Linked DNA regions of Gossypium hirsutum: region 1 is linked to region 2. A link is a contact called in public Hi-C data. All regions are on one chromosome and are shown on one strand. Each heading gives the region's core, a stretch centred on a gene start, on an enhancer-like site or on the middle of the called end of the contact. The rest is flanking DNA. Distances are from core to core; before and after follow the strand shown. Region 1 holds the start of LOC107909262 (probable protein phosphatase 2C 52). Region 2 has its middle 25 kb from the start of LOC107909263.

What was found. A called contact is a pair of places that touch in the nucleus more often than the background predicts.
Region 1: a contact with region 2 is called in a Hi-C map of leaf, with 2.6 times the contacts expected there. The contact joins the promoter of LOC107909262 here to the enhancer-like site in region 2. A contact is called at or near these places in 5 of 34 Hi-C or Micro-C datasets (cotyledon, fibers, hypocotyl and 1 more).

The regions. Positions count from the first base shown.
Region 1 is chrD02:66,018,260-66,023,926 of Gossypium_hirsutum_v2.1, reverse strand. LOC107909262 (probable protein phosphatase 2C 52) reads right to left here and starts at 3,772. Exons shown (of 6, transcript XM_016836731.2): 1 at 3,452-3,772; 2 at 1,806-2,287; 3 at 1,386-1,712; 4 at 1,181-1,298; 5 at 867-1,090; 6 at 176-771. The coding sequence starts at 2,066. The coding sequence ends at 301.
Region 2 is chrD02:65,929,944-65,935,238 of Gossypium_hirsutum_v2.1, reverse strand. No RefSeq gene overlaps it. Among protein-coding and RNA genes, the nearest start is that of LOC107909263, 25 kb to the right of the region's middle. Within about 2 kb of position 3,473, at least 1 of the 9 cell types and tissues checked has an H3K27ac peak or open chromatin away from gene starts, as enhancers often do. A contact at or near this core is called in leaf, where this site is marked.

The sequences.
Region 1 (5,667 bases), core at 2,523-5,022, 88 kb before region 2:
GATGGCTGAAATTACTGTACTCATTAATGGTTGGATATAGATATTATATTAATTTAGAGTCATGATAGGAGAGATGAGGAGGACACCTAACTTAACCAATAGTTGTTGTACCAAAAAGATGTTTGTGCCCTGCATGTGATGATAATTTTGTTAGATCAGCTCACCAGTCCCTTGGTTGAGAAATTTCTTTAATTATAGCAGAAATGTACAACACAATAGGCACCATTTCACTAGGGCTTTCTTTTCCTTGGATATTACAGCAAAACCAGTTCAGTTTCGTTTCTAGACAATACCCAAAAGTTAAGGGTTTGGTCTTTCCTCGGAAAATCTTGGAAGCTGGACAAGTGAGTTCACTCGTGTCACACCTTCCAGACCTGACCAGTTTTGATCCTCTGTCGAGACTGCATCCACATTTCCTTCAAACTCTGCTGCTACTCTCCCGTAACTGTCACTTTCTTCCGATGATCTAACCGTGAAATTCCTCGGCAAGTATAGCTCCGTCTTCTGCCCATCATCGGTTTCTATTGCATTACCTGAATGATTACTTTGAACGGTTGCAGATGATAACCCCTGTTCCTCGTAATCAGATTCTGTGTCCATTTTCCCATCCAAAAATAAGCAAACCACCGCACAATCATCCATTTTTGAAGTAGGATACTTTAGTTTCCATTCGCGCGCAGCTGAGTCCACCAAAATCCTGGCAGCGGATGACCGGGTAGGAGCCAAGGATACAATCTCAACCACCTCTTCGTTGCTCAATACATCCCAAACCTATAATAAACAACAATCCCTCAAGTGTTCTGGAAAATGTGGAAACCAAATTCACATATAAAGAATAAATGGAAAATTTAAGGTGAACGAATTACCCCATCTGAGGCAAGAACAATGAATTGATCTCTCTCCGTAAGGAGCCGGTGGGAAAATTCAGGTATAGAGATAACGCCATATTCCTTCAAACAAAAATCCCCGAAAGCTCGAGCCATTGCTAGCCCAGGGGCATCATCAAATGGCAACCATACTCTCGGTACTTCGGGTTCATCTTGCAATGCGAAGACCCTACCTCTGCACTTTTTGATCCTTTCAGCTTCCCCTGAGGCATGTAAATTTAGTATTTAGTATATTACATCCGATTAAGCACGCCCACAAGGGGAAAAAGGATGTGATTTGAGATCAAATGTACTTGGTAAATCAGGCTTCAGATCAACTGTCAATTGGATTGCTACCATTGAACCATTGCTATCCTTGGATCCCATAATCGCACGAGAATCCCCGATATATCCCATGAAAAGGTTGGGGCCCTAAAAATAGTGAAGTCAACCCACATGGATTAGATGAAAGATAGAAAAGTTGAAGGTGAGGAGAAGAAACCAGTGATTCTCTCATACCTGTTTCACTATAGTGACAGCAGTGCTACCACTACAGAAGCAGTCCAAATTAGGATGGGACCTCAACTCTTTATCCATGGCTTTGTATGACTTCATGAATGTTTCCTTCCACAAACAATTTAATCTGTCCTCAGGAGAGCCATCCGATTTCTTCAAATTCCCCTTCAAACATGCTCCTCCGGACCCATTTTGCCTCGACTGATACGAATGCATGGAGGATAGCAATTTAAGGGGCAGGGCATCTCGCACTTTGCGAGCAACGAGATGACCTTGTGGACCATGGCCATCAAATACACCACAAAAGGTCACATCTTCAGACATGAAATCCTACACGAATTTTAACCTCATCAGTCACATTGAGCATTTAAAGGGAACTTAGAATCAAAGGAACTCAAATTCAAGGTAACATCTAAAACTTACTTCCCATACAATCATGGCATCCTGGTTGATTCCCTTTCGACCCTGCTGAGTGAATATGCAAGAAGTTCGGCTCTTCCCATTTGTGAAAATCCTGTTGGGTACTGAGGGTAAATTCTGCAGCGTAATAACATGATCAGAGAACGTTCTCTTAGTTCTCTTTGTCCCACAAAATCCAATCTCGAAAAACAAAGGAGAAACTGCCTCCCCACGGCTCCCGGAACTGCAAGTACTCCGACTACTAGTGGAAACAGAACACCCCATTTCATCAGCTCCACAAACAAAACATCCGATTAAGTTAAAAAGCACAATGTTCCTCCTTGAGCCAGAAGAGATCTCAGGTATGTAGTTGCTGGAATGGTCAGCGAAACCAAAGATTCCCACACATCAGGCCAGTTTACACCTCAAGGTATAGTTTAATATTCTTTAAAACTTGGTCAAATATATGATCCATTGAAGGTCTCGTATATAGAAAACAAAACCAGCTGATAAAATCAAGAAGACATTTAGTTAATTGATTTATTAAATCCATGGTTCCGGTAATGGCTGCATGTAAAATAAATCAAAAAAGCAAATTGAAGATAATGCATATATAATAATCTTCCATGTGACACCAGAATAGAGTATGCTTAAAGTCTGTCCAAATAGTTCCTTATTCAAATTAATCCAAAGACTAAAAAGGAAAAAGACAGAAAAGTAGTAAAACAAGGAACATAGAAACCATCAAACAAGAAACGATGTCTTGTTTTTGAAACAATGAAAGCAAACCATGGAATTCTTCTCTCTTGTATCATTTTCAAATCACAATGAAAATTGAGAACCCTTTTATATTTTCAAACAAAGAAGAAGAACAAACACCAAGATCTCACCTAAAGCAAACCTTCCACTTACAGAGGCCTATGTATGCTTGGAGATAACGACTAGCATCGCTGGAGTGAGAGGTCGAGGAGAAAACAAAATGAAAAAGCATTAAAATTGAAGAACATGCTTGATGCTTTACCTTCTCTTCTCACGAAGAGAACTCTAAAGCTAGATCAAAACGAAGACTTGAGAGCTAGCTGAGAAAAGGTACTAATGGAAAATGCCAAGCAGGCGAAAACCCAGAAAGATAAAGTTCAAATTTTTAAGAGAGAGAGAAAGGGAAGAAGATGGTTCAAATTTTGAGTTGTGAGTTGGGGAAAAACGATAAGAGGGAGATAAAGCAAAAACCGGAAAAGAAAGAAAAATAAAGCAGAAAAAGACGATACAAAAGAATGATTTTGTCAAGAGAACAAAAAAAAGAGAATAGTAGAAATCAAAGTTAAACATAAATAAGAAAACAGGAAACTCAAATTCACTGTTTTGTTGACTCCAAAATACGATAAAAAAATGAAATGAAATGAAAAAAAAAATGTAGAGCTAAAAGAAGAGTTGAATGTTGAAAGTTGAAAGTTCCACTCAATGAAATTCAAAACTAAAGCAGAAAAAGAAAACCTTTTTTATTTTATAGAAAACAGAGTAAGCAAAGACCTTGCACGCTTGTCACAAGGAAGAAGCTTCATGCATGGGTAATATTATAGTTCAGCTAAAATTAAGGATCCAAAAAGAACCCAGAAAGAAAGAAGTTGGAGGAAATTCAGTGAATGGTAAAGCCAAAAGAAAGAAAATACCTTAGTTGTTTGCGGAGCAGAGGGGCGAAGGGTGCATTGATTAATTGCAAAAGCAGAGACAAATAAGAGAAAGGTCCTTTGTTGAAGCCTGAAGGCAGTAGTGAGCAAAGGAGAGTTCTTTATGAACTTTCAATTCCGTGTTTTTAGTTTGGGTATCTTTGTCTCGGGCTTCGACTTGGTTAATGGTTAGGGGAGAGGTGAAATTTCGAACTAAGATACCAGGGCAGGGCAGGGCAGGGCAGTTCAGGGCAGGGGAAATGTGATAAAATAAAATGGGAAAGGGAAATAAGATGGGAAGTGGATGGGCGGGCGGGTAGCACCCACTTGACTACATGAGAGAGTTCAGGCACTTTATTTGCTTTACGACGTGGGTTGGGGGATGGATGGGTTGGCCAACTTTGGGGTGTCGGGTTTCACTTGAATTTGGTTATTTCTACTTCGAAAATTATACTCTAACGATTTTAAAATTGGATTGGTGTTCATGGTTTATTCGTCTAATTAATTTAATCCATTCATTCATTCCATTAAAAATTATAAAAAAATTCAATTCAATTGATTTAATTAATTTTTAATTCAATTCAATTGGTCCATATCGATTAATCGATTTGTTCGGATAGGTATATTTATCAGTTAAATTAAAATAATTATGATTATATAAGTATTTAAATGATTTTTTTTTATTTTTAGTTAACTATTTGTAAATTTTAAAAAGTAAATTTAAAGATTATGATCTATTTCAAGGTAAATTAAATATTATTAATTATTTAAATATAGTAATAATTTTTTTAGGTAAGGTATAAAAGCTTATTTAAAATTTTAAAAATATATAATTCTTACCATATGAATTTGGTAATTAAGTCTACTTTGGTATCTGAATTTCGCATCTAGATCCATTTTAGACTTTGAACTCGAATTTTATTAAAATTTGATGATGTAACCAGTATTCTTGGTACATGATTGAATTGGTCGGTTGGACCGATTAGACTGGGAATCAATTGGTATACTAGTCCAAACAAATGAGTTGAATTGAATGGAATTGAAAACTGCTCGAAATCAGTAAAAATCCAAACTTGGACAAAAACAAGTAGTTGAATAGGTTGAACTAATTTGTTATTTATTTATTTAATTGATCAAATAGATTATATTGAGAATCAATGGTTTATCTGGTTCAACCACGAGTCAGATTATTAGAACAATGTATCTGACACTATAAGATTGTACCATGTAATCACTTGAAAGTTCATATAATTTTTTTTTAATTTTCAAGTGATAATGTGACACAATCTCAGAGTGTTACATCATCAAACTTTTATATTTTTCAAATTCATGAGCTAAAATGAATCTAATTATCTAGTTCATATGTCAAAGTAGATATAAAAACTTACGAGCACCAAAACAAACATAATTACCAAATTCAGGAGCCAAAAATTATATTAACCCTTTAATTCTTCTTTTAATTTTAGATCATTGGAAATAAGGGAGCGGTTAACAATGATTTAATTTGCTTATTGATTTATTTCTTTGTTCAATACAATAATTTCATTGATAGTTTGGTAAGGATGTTTGCAACCTTACTTTTCTAGAAGTGTTTTTCATGTTAAATGAATTTGTAATCCCAAATAGTTTTTAAATTCAAATCATTTATGTGTCATTTATATTTACAATATATTATAAATTTAATTTAAATTTTACAAATAATTTATATTAATTATTTAAAAATATTTATATATTTCATATATTATAATTATTTAAACTCGGTTAAAACTATTGAATTCATTTAATGTCAAGAGTCAACCGAGTACCGACTTGTTAGAAAAATTACAAAAATATTTTTCCATTTTTAAAATAAGTTATATTATTTTATGGTACTTTAATCTTTTTATTTTTCTTAAAACAAACCAATAAATGATTTGCATATGATGGGTTTTAAAACAATGACATATGAGTCAATAAAATTTTAATTTTACCACTCGACCAAAGCTTTCTCTTGCTATATTTAATACATTTTAATTTTATTATGTACACTTTATTACCTCCATAAATTGTATACATTGATAGTGTTATTAGTTGAGTTGGTGTCAAAAGTTAACTTGACATAGACTCAAAATTGATGGCAACACCATGATAAGAAATTGTAGTACATTTAATATTCTTAATCTGATGTATTTATGTGTTTAAATTTTGTTTTACTCACAATTTAATCTATTTTTTTAATT
Region 2 (5,295 bases), core at 2,224-4,723:
AGCGCTTTTTAACTTGATGCTATTATGACTTTGTGAGACGACTGAGTCTATATCCTAAACCGAAAGAATAATGAATATTGACGTGAAGACTGTAAGTGCAATTTCGGGTCTCACGGTTCAAACATTGAATTAATTATTCCTCTAAGGCTAGATTAAATCTAGCTAAAGAACAAAATAATAATAATAACAAGAATGTAATTTTATTGAAATTTAGAAACAAATAATTAATCAATTTTTATTTGTTGTGCTTCATTAATGAAATTAATTCTAAAAAAAATTAGAATTATTAGTAATAAAATTAAATTGTATTAAATAAGAAAGAAGATGGTTCCTTATTACAAAAATATATTTTTGCCTAAGTAAAATTAGTTTTAAGGTTTTCAATTTTAAATTTTTGGGGAGTTGGGTTAATTTAAATTGTTGACACTATTTTTTTTGATAAAACGGAATCGACTTTAATTTTGAAATCGAAAAAAAAGTGGAGTCGCCACCAATCCTTTTTTGATAAGGTGTGATCGGGTCACCTCGAAAAGTGGTTGTTTTTAATAAACGATTTGATTTTATTAAAACAACGATTTTGATCCACGAAATTCAGAAAAATAGGTTCGGGAGTCGGTTACGTACAAGGAAGGATTAGCACCCTCGTAACGCCCAAAATTGGTACCTAGTTGATTAATTAGTATCTTAGTGTCGAAAATTAGAAACTTTGAAGAGATTCAAAATACGATCCTTGTATTAAAAACTTGTATAAATCAAATTACATGTTAAGACCCTCTCATTTCGGAGAGAGAAAATGTCACACCCAATGAGTTAGGGTATGATATTTCATATCCTCAAAAATGACATTGTCCTTAAAAAAACTCATGCAATAAAATTTAAAAGGATATTCAATTGTTGAAGTTAGCTGAAGAAATCATAGCCCAACACGTTAGAGCACAATTTCTCAATATTCCAAACATTGAATATTGCCTTTATTATTTTTAGAAAAAATCCTCATCTCGAGAAAACATGTCATATCCAATGCGTTAGGACACAACGTATCGAATTCCCAATACGAGAATACATGCCGAAAAAATTTATTTCAAAAGATGTTTGACTATCTCGGTTTTAGAAGAAAATCATATTTCATAAGTTAGAACACGATCTTTTCTTAATTCCAGAGACTATTAAAAAATTTTGTTTTAAAACGTTCGTTTATTTGGATTTGTTGAGAAAAACGAAACCCCGTAAGTTAGAGTACGATTTTCTCTAATTGCCAAAATGCAAAATATAACCTCATTTTGAAATTTCTTACAAAGGTCGTACGTGACCAACAACAAATAATACGACATACATTCACAATAATTATGACACAATATGCATCATAAAACACATATACATTATTGACATTAATAAACCTTGATGCTATTATGCATGAATAATAATGCAAATAACAATCTAACAATAACAATAATAACAATAACAAAAAAAATGATACTAATGTATCTATATTTTAGAAACATTTTAAAAATAACAAATATATAATCAGCGAGATGACAATAATAATGGCAAAAACAAAGCAAATAGAACCCATAAATATAAAAAAAAGGAATAATAAATCAAACAAATAATAGTGTGAAATTAATCAAAATTAAAAAGAATGAGTAAATAAACATTAATTGAAATCTTTATTGAAACCTCTTTTATATATATATAAATAGAAATAGTAAAAAAAACAATGAATAAACAAAAAAATAAAAATAGGTTGTGGACCGAATTGAAATAAGGCCAAAAAATCAAGGTTTAAAGTGTAAATAAATAAAACAGGTTGCTAGGGGGCTGAAATTGAATGCACTTAAAGGTTGGAGGACTAATCGGGCAATATTACCCAGTCCTAGAGCGCAGCGTTTCAGTGCGAAGGACCGCACATGGTCAAGGGACCCGATTGAAGCATAAAGAAAAATCGCGACCCAAATAAAAAAAAAACAAAAAGAGTCAGACTGCACTGCGGCGCAAAATGGAGGGACCCCGCGTGCAATTTTCCCATTAAAAACATGCGGTCCCTGTGGGCTGCGGGTCAGGTCACGGGTTGGCCTTCCCAAAACGACACCGTTTTGGCTCTTGGGGAGGCCTGCTGAAACGACGCCGTTTTATTAGCTTATAAAATCATTTTTTTTAAAACACCATTTCTGTCAAAAAACCTAAAAAGAACCCTAAAACTCTCCTTTTCTCTCCTCTCCCCTCACTTTCTCCGATCAACGGACCGCGCCACCGCCATGGTCGATGGGCAGTGGCGAAAGACTGGCCTTTTAACCCATTTTTAAGTCCGGTGGACGGTACCATTGATGAGAGGCCGAAAGAAAAAGGAGAAATCTAACCACCCCTTTTAGCTCGACTCCGGCGACGGCGAAGGGACCTCCGTTGACGGGGCCATGCGGTGGTTCCAGGTAAGGTATTCCTTTCCTTTTATTTATTTGATTTTTATTATAATTATTTAAAATGGATTTGTAAAAAAGGAAAAATAAATAAAATATAATTAAATAAATAAAAGGAAAACAAGAAAACAAAGAGGAAATAGTAAAGGTTCAACCCTTTAAAATTTCTATTCGGCTTTTGATGCCTAATGTGTGTAAAAAAAACTACAAAGAGAAAGCTTTTTCTTTTATAGCCAAGTTACACTTTTGATTTCTATTTTTAATTTTTTTCCTCTGCTTGGCGTGCCCCTTCTATTGTTGCATTCAATTTTTTACAGGTGTCAGAAGCGTGGAGGAGCGGTGATAGGCGAATGACGGCAGCGGCGTGCGCGAGGAGGTGGAGCGGCATGCGGCGCGCCTTAGGGTTTCTGCTCTTTCTGTCTAAAATGTTAATGTTGTGGGCTGTTGGTATTTTAGGCTTAGGGTTTTAGTTTGGTTTGGGCTTGTAAAAGTTTTGGGCTTGTTGGGTTTGTATTAGGTTTTTGTTTTTATTTATTTTTGCCCGGGCAAAATTTGCCCATAACATAAATCACATATTATAAATAAAATAATAAATATTAAAATCATTAAGTTGATGGATTTAGTTATAAATTTCATTAATTAATAAGCGAATAATCTGATCATTTTAACTAACTTTACCATTATCAGCTTCTTATTGTGTTTATTGGCTTCAATGAGATTGTTATGGATATTACCCATTTCTTTTCCTTCATAATCTAATAAATCATCTGTTTTGGAGAACCCATTTGTAATTGGGATAAAAATAAGGGGGACTCAGCACTTGTGAGTTGATTTTATGGGTCTCAGCTATGTTTGTGATGTCAATAATAAGTCTGAGTCCAAAATCCTTGTCGTGATAATGTTCGGAACAACCTTGGGAATTAGGCCCATTCGATGAGTGTGAACAAAAAGTATTATAAGCACAATTTTGCTGACATTTTGGTTAATATGGGGCAAGGAATGACTTGTAATCTTTTATCTTCATGTTGACTTTACTCCCTATGGTCGACCATTATCGTTATGATAAGTATCGCGGAGTTGGGCGCTAAAACAGGATTACCGAAAATGTCGCTATCCCTTCAATCCGCAGGATTACCGAAAATGAAAGGACAAAACATAAGGTTGAAGGAAAGAGTGGTGTGACGTCAGAGATTAGAAACAATTTATGGTGTAAAAACAAAATGATCACAACCCAAATTTATTGAAGTGCATGAGGTTTTCAATCATACCATGCACGACCAAATTTTTACTGTTTATTTCATTTGCCCTCCACGTACGTCGTGAAGTTGAAGCAAAGGAACACAAACACACTCCTTTGATTCCGGAGTGACAAGGACATTAATTGAATCTGTCAATGCCGCCAATGCCTTTGACTAGAAAATTGAATTTTCCAGACTGTTCCATGCTCATCTTCTCTATCCTTTATTTATTTAAGTCACCATTAAATAATAAAAACAATTTCCACCACCCATACCTTGCATAATTACGGGTAAAAGTTGTCTTTTCCGCTTCCTCACGGAGAGGAAAGTCCAAGGTTTTTTATTTGGAAAATAAGAATTAGCCTAACAAGTTCTTTTCAACTTTATCTTCTTTCACATATTTGTGGTTCATCTTTATATCACTGCTTTCATATTTAGCTTTTGAAGTCTCGACAATGGTGCAGGTAAAGGTCATTCGAGAAGTTATGTAAAATGTCGGTTCAGCCCTGGCCATTCACTACAGAATTAGTGTGGAAATTATCTTGATTTAAAAAAAAAAAACTATATCTCACTATCTTTTAAAAAAATAAACACCATATTATTGATAAACGTGGACACCTTAGATTTTAAAGCCTTTTGCAAATTGCAACGTGTGTCTCTCTTTCATTATGTGCATATGTTTTATATGAGTTCTATTATTTTATTTTTGATTATACATTTTATCGGTTGATTGTTGTATAAAAAAAATTGATTGGATTTGAAATTAATATTTGGTGAAGGAAAAGCGTTTTCAGGAAACTATTTTAAAAATAATTGCTCTCTCTATGTAAAATGATCAAGAAATACTCTTATGAAGATAGAATGCTTTTACACAAACACAAATATATATATATATAATTTTAATGGTATCCTTCTCTTATTAGTCAATCTCATTATTTGGATTCCCATGTTTGGTGTCTACATCTAAAGTACTATTAAGGTATGAAGGCAGTCCGGTATTGCTACTTCAAGTGCTTCAAAGTTCAAGACCGATAGTTCAGTTAATAGTTAGATGGTAATGGTTAAAGTCAATTAAGTCAGCTGTATTCTGTTCATATTTGTGTGGGTGAGTTAGTCAAGATTCTATTAAGTTGACCAGTTCATTAACTTATTCATTGGAGTTAAAGATATAAAATAAGTAGACTCTTTTTCTCTTTTGATGTTATTTACATATTCAAACAAGTACTAAAAGATATTTATGCATCTCTTTGGAAAGATTTATGAATACACCTCTTTTCAAATTTATATTACATTTTTTCTTTCTTTTCTATTATATATATGATTGTTGCATATATTATAAATAATATATTATATCATTATATTATTATATAGATTATAATTAGTTGAATATATCTTTATACTTATTTTTTTCTTGTAATTACATATTAGTGAAACTTTTAAAAGAATCGAAAGAGAAGAAAATATGATATCATTATATGAATGGGTAAAAGTTACAAAACAAAGAAAAAGTAATAATTTATTAAAATTGAATCAAAAGATAAAGAATATTTTCTCAAGTTTGTGGTTGGATCTGTAACAGTAAACAATTGCAACTACACTTGAGATTTTGAATAAAAAATAGAACATTTGCTTTCCTATTTTCT